2 separate regions of the Sus scrofa genome follow, and region 2 is linked to region 1. A link is a contact called in public HiChIP or PLAC-seq data. All regions are on one chromosome and are shown on one strand. The core of a region is the stretch at or near the end of the contact, and the rest is flanking DNA. Distances in the headings are between cores, read along the strand shown. Region 1 overlaps ARID1B (AT-rich interactive domain-containing protein 1B). Region 2 overlaps ARID1B (AT-rich interactive domain-containing protein 1B).

Region 1 (4,922 bases), core at 724-3,223:
GAAAATTGAAGTTATATAATTATTAACATAATGCAGAAAACATTTATTAAGGAAGGACTGTCACTTTTCTCCTGTTATTTTGTAAAGGGAAATACTCTGTAAAGGAGCATATGAAGTACTTCTGTGAGAATAATGAATAATGATGCCCAAATGTGGGTTTTCTAGTTTCTTAGAGTGTTAAAGAAGTTTTTTCATGTTACTTAGAATGATTATCCAGGACCTAAATTAGGCATCCTGTCACACAAATGAATGATGGGCCATTTTTTCTGTAACTTGCTCAACTGTTGAAATTATAAATTCAGCAGTTCTGTCTAAATGAGTAGTTTATTGGGCCATTTTCATTTCACAGTAGTTTTTAAAAATAATTTTTTATAAGCATAGTATATGCTCCAAGATGAAAGTCGTTTAGTAAGAAAATAGTAAAGGGAGTGTCTTGTATCAATTTAGTTTCGTTTTGAGGAATAGATGGTATTTTATTTTGCAATTTGGCATTTTCCTGTTTTATGTTTTTAGGGAGAAGATTGCTAATCTTTGTGTTATAAAATGTAGATTTCAGGTTAATTAGCGAAGACTTGCAATGGTCTACATTTTACAATGCAAACACTGCACTAAGTGACTTAATAATTACAGCCACTCCAATTTATATCTTGCGGTAAAATTTGTGTGATTTCTTTTTCTTGTAACTCTTGGCTTGAGTGCATTCTAAAATTGGAGATGTGTTCTTCAGGAGAAAAAGGATAAATCCATAATCCACCTGGTTCTTCCAGAGCTTCAGTGGGGAGGGACACTAAAGCAGGTGTGGTGTATCTCGCCCCCAGCCCCCAGGAACAGCCATGGGAGAAACTTAGACTCCAGCTATATTTTGGTTGTTGTGCCCTAGGTTTTAAAGAGAGGGAGTGTGGGCAGCAGGCGGAGACCCAGTACTGGGTAAGGAGCTTGACACCAGCCCTGATTTGAGTCCAGAAGTATCTTTGCCTTTTGGCCATTCATCAGCCTTTTCAGGGGAGGGGAACAGGTTGTGGCCTTCAGATCTGTTGAAAAGGGGCAGCCGTATTGCGCCTCTTTTGTTGGAAGAGAATCAGACTTTTTTGAGCCCCAAACCATAGGACAGAATGTAACAAAAAGAAAATTTAACATTTATTCTTATAGAACAATGATAACATTACAGTAAAACAGCTCTTTCATTTATTTGTTCATTTGTTAGCCAGTAGTCATTTATAACTTCTTATGAGTATAAGGAAGTCCTAGTAGTCTGGTAGTCTCTTCTTGTAGAGAATCTTCAAAACGACTTTAATGCCAGTATTTGGTATTTCATTGACTCTAGGAAAATTACTTGCTCAGAGTTTTCTGGCTCTTTTCATTATAAGGGCTTGTGCTTTTAAAAAACTGTTCGGCTGCAAAATCATGAAATGACACTATCTGTGTCAGTTTTGTTTGTTTTTAAAAACACAATAACCTATAAATTGGCAAATTATTTTTCAGTATTTCCCCTTGAGAGGGCTTAAAAAGTGTCTTGAGTATGTTTGGCTTAGATTTTGGGTGGTTGGGCAAAAGCTCCCAGAGTTAGGGTAGCTGTTCTCCAGTAGCTGAAGTGCGCAAATCGATGTTGCTCCCTTAGCGGACTGCTTGTGCTTAAAACAATTTGTGACAAATGCTGGAGTTTCACACATGTATAGGCGTAGCAGTTATGGAGGTGGTTTTGCAAGTCCCTTGGAACAAGCATGCACGTCTTCAGTCACTCTTAATTTGAATGAGAAAGGGGATGGTAGAAGCTATTTTTATTTTCTCTTGGGAGCAAGAGAAAAGGAAGACAGAACTCTGTACCATGTAATTTTAAAAAAGAAAAAAAAATAAAATTCCATTGAGATTCTTTCTTGTTTACTTTTTGTTTTACTCTTGCTGTCTCCCAGTGTGTTTGACTAATGTAAGTCTTCCCCCAGGAATATGGGAATATGTGGTACAGTCCGCCTCATAACCTTCCTGGATATTTTTATAATTTATCATCAGCTGACACCGCCTGGGTAGAATATTCTTACCACTCCCTCTGGCTGCTGGAAGTCTGAAATTACATCTTTGTCTTTGAAGTCAGGCATACTGTTAGCGTTGCTATGGCGACAGGGTGGGTAATGGAGTCCACAGACAGGAGATTGGTATTTAGCGTTTAAATGCTGCTGTACACAAGGCCTTGCTTTTTAGAGTGGTTACTGAACTATCCCCTTTTAGTAAATGTTTAAAAATTACATTTTTACATGGTCTTACTAGATTAATAGTCATGGTTTATTTCATTTTAACTGCAGGGATAAAAGCATTATTCCATTAAATGGGTAGCTTTTTTCTCTTTTGGTTTATGCATTATTAACACAGGCTTTCCTGTTTTGCTTGTAACATTTTATAGGCTTTTTCAAACATGCAGTCAGATTTGCTCTGTTGCTCCTTTATTTTTTGGACTTAACCCATTATGGGCTTGTTCTTGCAAGATTTCAGAGGAGACAAAGTTCTAAAGAGGAACTAAGCTTTTAAAATATTAAAAATGAATGACATGAATTTTTTTAACTCTGAATATGATAGTGGTCATTGATCAGTCTTTTCCCGTGAATTGCAGCAGTAATTTTACTTTTAAATGTTGCTTTTGTTTCAAGTTTCTATTTAGCCCTCTCCTGTTCTGTACCCTCACATGGGACAGGAAAGGAGAGACTGTTCACAGATGTGAGGAACCGTAGGACACTTTGTAAAGATTTTAGTTACTGTAACTGTGCAGATTTAGCAAGTACTAATTCTCTCATTTAGTAAATCTTCTTGGTCCGAGACCATTTCCTTACAGATACATATGATATGTTGATTCTTAATTGTTTTGTCATTAGAATAACGGTGAATCTTAAAAGTTCATGTATTATATACATGTCCTTTCCTACTTGATATGTAAATTGCTTCTAAGGTATAATTTTAAATACCTTTTATCACTTCATAAAGTATTTTGTTTCTGGTAATTTAAATTGTTAGGAAAGTCTTCCATATAATAACTTATGAAGTGTTTCTTGGATTTGTTTTCTACTTCTGCTTTCTTAAACCACACAGGATAAATCTAAATCCATCTTCTATATTGTATTTGAAGATGGTGTTTGTTTTATCTGAGTTTTCACTGGGCTAACTAGTTCCTTTATTTTATCAGTTATGTGGTTTCAAGTCCCTCTACCACCATGTTCTTAAATCTTTGATAAACTTCATTTTTGTGTAAGCCCGTTCAAATGTGAATCTACGACTAAGCTGAATGCTCCCAAGTTATGGCTGGCATAGAGCCAGCCTGCCACCCGCTTTGTTCTGGACTGTCGGGATGCTAGGGGGCTAGGTTTGATAACAGCTGCATCCCACTCTGGCACTCTGGTCGGAACTGCTTCTAAGACCTGTGTCTCATTGATCCTGTACCTAAACCCGAGTACATTTACCCTTCCTGAATGTGGTCTCGTTTTGCGCCGTTGTTCAAGCCTGCTAACATGTATTTGGATGCTATATCATCTGTTGTAGTTAAATTTATACTTTTACGTCATCTGTAAATTTTATCTCATATTAGCTCTTTAATTTTTTTTTTCTTTTTAATGGCCATGCCTGTGGCACATGGAAGTTCCCAGGCTAGGGGTCAAAGCAGAGCTTCAGCTGTGGCCTACACTCCATCCACAGCAACATTGGGTCTGAGCCACATTTGTGACTTACACCTTATCCTATGGCAGTGCCAGATCTTTAACCTTCTGAGTGAGGCCAAGGATTGAACCCCCATTCTCACAGAGACTATGCTGGGTTCTTAACCCACTGAGCCAAAACAGGAACTCCTCGTAAGAGCTCTTAATGTAAAAAATTAAACAGACCAAATGTGGCACTTTTTGACATTCTGGTTTTTGGCATACGTCCAAGTATAATAAATCTGTGTTTATTCTAGCTGATGTATGTTCTAGGTCATACTCTGCATATGAGCCACCGCACTATCCTAAGAGACCTGGTCAGTGGCTAGAACTATACTCCCATTACGTATGTTAAACTGCTGCTTTTCAGAACTACTCATTGGGGGGAGTTACTGTTGCGGCCCAGTGAAAATGAATCCGACTAATGTCTATGAGGTTGCGGTTTGATTCCTGGCCTTGTTCAGTGGGTTGGGGATCCGGTGTTGCCCTTGAGCTGTGGTGTTGGTCACAGAAGCAGCTCAGATCCCACGTTGATGTGACTGTGGCGTAGGCTGGCAGCTGTAGCTCCGATTCAAACCCCTAACCTGGGAACTTCCATGTGCCGCGGGTGTGGCTCTAAAAACCAAAAAAAAAAAAAAAAAAGAATTAGTCATTGTGGATTACACCTGACTTTTCCAATGGAATAATATATGTAAAAGCTTTATAATATTGAAAGTTATACATAATTTGCTTTTGGGATAATTTTATTTTCATCAAGCTTAAGTTTTTTCGAAGAGAAGAGAATCTAGTGTGTGAACCAGTTCATGTTGCGTCATCCAGTTATATCCATTGGCTTCTTTATATCCAAGGTAAACATCAAGAAAAGATAGAACCTATGTCCATCCCCCAAAGGGCCCTAGAATCAGAGCCTTGGATGTCATGGGTCTAAGGCAGAAGATACTGGCCCTGGTCTGGGGATCTTAGAAATGAAGTGGTCCCATTTGAGGGCCCTAAGATTTTAGGGAATGAGACTGTTGATCCAGAAGTCACGGCCTGTCTCATCAGGATGGTCTTTGGAGACAGCAGGTAGTGCGTGCAGGCCACTCCTCCTCCTTCCGTGTTTCTTTGTGTCCATCCGTGTATCGGACACGTGTCCCTGCTTGACCTTTCGTCACCAGCTGTCCGGGACTGAGGAGGTTCTGGGTACTGGGGAAGTGAAAACTGGTGTAGTCTTTCTCAGACCTTGCGGCTTGGTATTGGGGCCGAGAC
Region 2 (4,922 bases), core at 864-3,363, 160 kb before region 1:
TCACTGAACATGAATCTACGTCTGGCCGTCGAGGGAAGCTCTGCTCCATGATCTGGGTCGTTGCTTTAAGCTGCGTTGTCAAGGGAGGCTGTGATGTTTGCAGAGGAACCCAGGTTCTCTTCCGTCTGCAGTTATTTGTACGTGGCTGTGACCGAAGTTTCTGGGATGGGCAGGTGATGGACCGGCATGGAGAACAGTGTCTACTAATACATGCCTAATAAATATTTTTGGACGAGAGAAGGGTTGAATGGACGGGCCTACGTCTCAGATCACTTGGTGTTAGGGGTCCAGAAATTGGTAAGTTTAAGAATGAAGGAAAGAGGACAAGTGACCATCAGGGAGCAGAAGATTGGAGAGTAGGGGGAACACAGGCAGCTGGAGGAGAAAATTTTAGAGTGAAAAATCAATAAAATGGAACCGAATGTCGTTATGTGCCCAGAGTGAACTCCTATGGTGGTGAAAGTTGTAAGACAAACCCCCAAATTGGCATATCTTAAGTCCATCAGGGTGTTAATAATACAGCTAAAAGAACAAATGTAAGCAGAAAAATCCTCTCTTTGGTGAGGTCATTTCATGACACATAGTCATGATTATGTCTGCCTTTGCTCTTGCCTCATGGCTGTTCTGGAGGCCGTGGTTTGGGAAGGTGTTAAAAGCACCCCGTCACTAGACCTAGGCGTGTATCTCATTTTGATTTGTACCTACTTAGCCGAGGAACAGCGTCTAGGCTGGCCAGGCCACAGGATGCTGGATGGGTCCGGAGACCCTCTTGGTCCTTGTCTTCCTCATTGTGTCTGATGATCCTTACCATTCAGTACTGGGGAATTTCTCTTTTACGTCCCCAACTGATTCTGTCTTTTAAAATAAAACCAAATCTCATAGCTTTGAAAAAAAAAAAATCAATTTGGCTCATAACCTTGTTTGAAGCAAGTGATGTGAAGTTAAATCCCACTTAACCACTGCTGCAGAGGTTTTTGAGCAGTAGGCAGGATGGCAGCACTGGCTCTGTTCATGTCTATTTCCTGGGTTTTCCGCTTGCATTTCCCTCACCTCCTGCTTGCTCCTAAATTTGAGGCTGCAAGAATTTCCAGACGAGGTATTGCCATAGTGCTGTTTTTAGCTTGGGATTAAATGAAGGCTTTCCTGTCTCTGTTTCCTCTTTTGATTTTGTTTTATTTATAATAATGTATCACTACTGGAGTGCCCATGGGTTTATAGTTTTTGTAGTTAATGCTGACTGTACCTAACCCATCTCAAGCAAATGAATTAACATCCTGTAGGAACCACAGAGAGAAAAAAACAGAACAAAACTGGAAACCTGTTTTTTAGGTTTGTTGCTGAGTGTCACAGGCACATCCTTTTCTCTAAGATCGGACCTTTGGTTTTGTTCGGCCTTCAGGCTTCTGAAGGGCTGGGCATCTTCATTGTCTTTGCAGCCACGTGTTAATCTTGTTCGTTGTGATATGAGGTATCTTTTGCCTGGAAAGCTAACAGCTGTCTACCCGTGTCAGTGCTTTCAGAGAATTTCTGTAGGAATGTATCATTCATCTAGTGCTATGATTTTCGACAGTATAATCTTAACATTCCGAAATAGCTGAGAAAGCCCTAAGAAAATCACTGTCAAAATGCTCATGAACTTAACTCTGTCAAAGAAGAATAAAGCCATCGCCTCCTTTTCCAGGCACAGATGATAGTAATTTGGTTCGCCGTGGTAACCTTCCCCTTGGCTGTATGAAGAGTACAGAGTGGAGAGGTTAGTCGAGCAGCTGTGGGCGGCAGGTTAGAAGCGAGGCACCTGTAGAAGCAGGCAGGTGAGATGCAGCAAGTTCTGCCAGGCCTCAGGGAGGAGGCAGGCTGCACTGGCTGGTCCCTTGTGACCTTCTAAGGGCATCGGGGAGAAGCCGGCCAGGCGGACATGCCTTGGTGTCTTGGAGCACCTTGGGCCCCGTCTGCAGGAGAAACAGGGTTGTAGAGCTCTGGGGACACCCTCCACGCCCCAAGAGATCCTGCGGAGGAAGAGTGGGGAGCCAGGCTTGGACCTGAGTTGATTGCCAGCTACTGCACCACTTTATGTGTACTTGACTCATTCAACAAACAGCTCTCCATGCCTATCGAGACACTGATATCTGTTTAGCACCTGTTGTGTGACAGAGTGTTGGAACTAGGCTTACAGCAGTGAATGAGACCCAGACCCTGCTTCTGGGTTTATCTTCCAGTACAACTTGAGTCCCCAGAGATGGCAGATCCCTGCATCTACCAGGGAGGAACAGCAGCACGGGGGAACTTGAAAGAATCGAAGATTTCATAATAATGAGGCTGTATAAGAATATGTACTGCGGGAATTCATGCTGTGGTGCAGTGGGTTAAGGCTCTGACTGCAGGAGTTCCCGTCGTGGCTCCGAGGTAGTGAATCTGACTAGTGTCCATGAAGACTCTGGTTGGAACCCTGGCCTCGCTCAGTGGGTCAAGGAACCAGCATTGCCGTAAGCTGTGGTGTAGGCCACAGACACAGCTCAGATCCTGCATTGCTGTGGCTGTGGTGTAGGCTGGCAGCTGCAGCTCTGATTTGACCCCTAGCCTGGGAACTTCCATATGCCGTGGGTGTGGCCCTAAAAAGCAAAAAAAAAAAATGGAAAGAAAAAGAAAAGAATCTGACTTAAGTGACTTGGGTGGCTGTGGAGGCATGGGTTTGATCCCTGGCCCAGCCCAGTGGGTTAAAGGATCTGACATTGCAGCAGCTGCGGCTCAGATTCAGCCCCCGGCCCCAGAACTTTCACATGCTGCGGTGTGGTCATGAGAACAACAACAACAACAACAACAACAAAATATATATACTAAAAATTTGTAAAGGAGCTACCGGTTCTTTCTGTAGTCTCTTAGAAATGCACCTCTTGTGTCACAGGATGGTGACATTTTCACTGTCACTGGTTGAAATGGCACATGGCAGCCCCAATGCTGCCTGCATGTCCTCCTCGCTGAGAAGAAGGGGTGGTGCAGACCCAGAGTTCTGGCTCGGACTCCGCAGGGAGACATCACATGGTACCGTAACTTTTGAAGGTGTTCAGTTGCTTTTGAATCATCCTGTATATTTAGTAACAGGCTGTGGTTTTGGACATGTTGGGTTTGAGATGTGTTCCAAACAGCTAAATGGAGATGCTCGTAGGCAGATAGAAAATAGGGATCTGGAGTAGAGGAGGGAGATCTCGGCCCAGAATATAAACGTGGGTGCTCAGCAGGGGGTGTCGGTGGAGCGTGGGTCCATGAGCTTGCCCTTGCCATGTGTGTGAAGAGAGGGGTGCTGAGGAATTCAGGGAGCACTGACGTTTAAAGTGTGAAAAAGGAGCCAGCCAAAGAGCTGTAGAAGGAGATGGAGAATGTAGGGCGTGCTCCACAGAAGCCATGGAGGGCAGAGGTTTCTGGAAGAAAGGTGTGCATAGCTGTGGTAAGCGCCGAGGAGTGGTCAGGTAAGAGTGGGAGCGGATGTCCGGGTCGTTTGGTCATTGGTGACCTTTGGGAGAGCACTCGGGAAGGAGACAAGCAGTAGGAGCAGCAGTGACTAGGAAATGAGAAAGAGGCTTCGAGATGGTTGAAAGAGGGGTGGGGTTATTGGCTTGGTTTCAAAATTAAAAAAAAAAAAAAAAAAAAAAAAAAAAAGACCTGGAAGAGGGGTAGAGAACTCGCCTTTGCTGTGCTGTCTTCCTTGTGTCAGGCACTGTGCCGGGTGCCCCCTAAGTGTCAGTTGTCCTTTCTCCTCTCCCAGTGGACAGACACTGCTGTGGCGGGCATAGAAGGGACTGTTCTTTTCCTTGTGTCCCCAGTGCCTGATGCCTCCCCCGCGGACAGGACTTGCTGTGTGCCTGTGGAGGGCCGTGCCTGTTGGATCGTCTCCTGTTAAATCCTTGCAGCATTCCCTCGTGACGGCTCTTGCATCCTCCTTTTATAGATTCTAAGGAAACGTAGGATCAGAGGGGCACATGTACTTCAACCAAGGCCATGAAATGATGGCCCCAAGAGTCAAGCCTGAGCCAGGTTCACCCTTTATTAAAGGCGGAGGGTATTTCACTAGGTTTGTAGGCTGCAGAAGGAGCTACGTTTTTATAAAAATTATTTATAAACATTTCCAGAAAATAAATTTTGTAATATATTGAACTACAGTGTGTGTTGGGTGCTCTTGATAACCTTTGGCAAGCTGGATTGTGACCTCGGAGTAGTGAGCCAGCTGGTCTCATGGAAATATCTTTGCTGTCTGGAGAGACTCCTTATAATAGGAGTTCCCTGGTGGCATAGCAGGTTAAGGATCTGGTTTGATTCCTGACTTGGGAACTTTCATATGCTGCAGGTGTGGTTAAGCCATTGCCCCTTCCCCCCAAAAGAAACAGGTGATTGTATTTGGGAAATTAGCTCTGGTTTTGGCAATAATCTTGGGCTAAGGCGATGGTCAGTAGGAGTAAAAGTTGCTAAACATTATCTCATTATCTCCTCTGAAAACTTGTATTTGAGAGCTGGCAGTCAGGATTGGCCACTAAATATTCTTAAACGGTTTGGTCTATGTTGAAAGTTGTACTTTGATGTTAAAATTGTTACTCTGAGACAGGTGTGTGTTTTCTACTACTTATTTATAGTGACGCCATTCTTTAAATTACAGCTCGCATCCACATCCCCTTGGGAGTTTTAAGATTCCAGGTCAGATTTCCTCTGGTGCTTGAAACCTCTAGGGAACCTCATTAGCTTTTCCATTGTACTGAGATATTAAGTATTGAATCATTTGTAATGTACTTCGTTGAATAGTTGTTAGGTGTCAAGCACTGCGCTAAGCACCATGTATGCATCACCTATGAATGAGGTGCTCTTATTGTACCCATTTTAAAATGAGTAGACAAAGGCACAGTCTAGACCCGCTTAAGGCACATGTTAAGAAAGTG

What was found. HiChIP or PLAC-seq counts read pairs in DNA pulled down with a chosen protein or histone mark.
Region 2: a contact with region 1 is called in an H3K27ac HiChIP or PLAC-seq map of skeletal muscle. The contact joins two enhancer-like sites. A contact is called at or near these places in 1 of 47 Hi-C or Micro-C datasets (skeletal muscle) and 2 of 2 datasets of contacts at active chromatin or transcription factors (alveolar macrophages and skeletal muscle).

The regions. Positions count from the first base shown.
Region 1 is chr1:10,051,137-10,056,058 of Sscrofa11.1, reverse strand. The region is part of intron 3 of ARID1B (AT-rich interactive domain-containing protein 1B); the gene reads left to right. Among named protein-coding and RNA genes, the nearest start is that of ARID1B, 170 kb to the left of the region's middle. Within about 2 kb of position 1,973, at least 19 of the 83 cell types and tissues checked have an H3K27ac peak or open chromatin away from gene starts, as enhancers often do. A contact at or near this core is called in skeletal muscle, where this site is marked.
Region 2 is chr1:10,206,377-10,211,298 of Sscrofa11.1, reverse strand. The region is part of intron 1 of ARID1B (AT-rich interactive domain-containing protein 1B); the gene reads left to right. Among named protein-coding and RNA genes, the nearest start is that of ARID1B, 19 kb to the left of the region's middle. Within about 2 kb of position 2,113, at least 5 of the 83 cell types and tissues checked have an H3K27ac peak or open chromatin away from gene starts, as enhancers often do. A contact at or near this core is called in skeletal muscle, where this site is marked.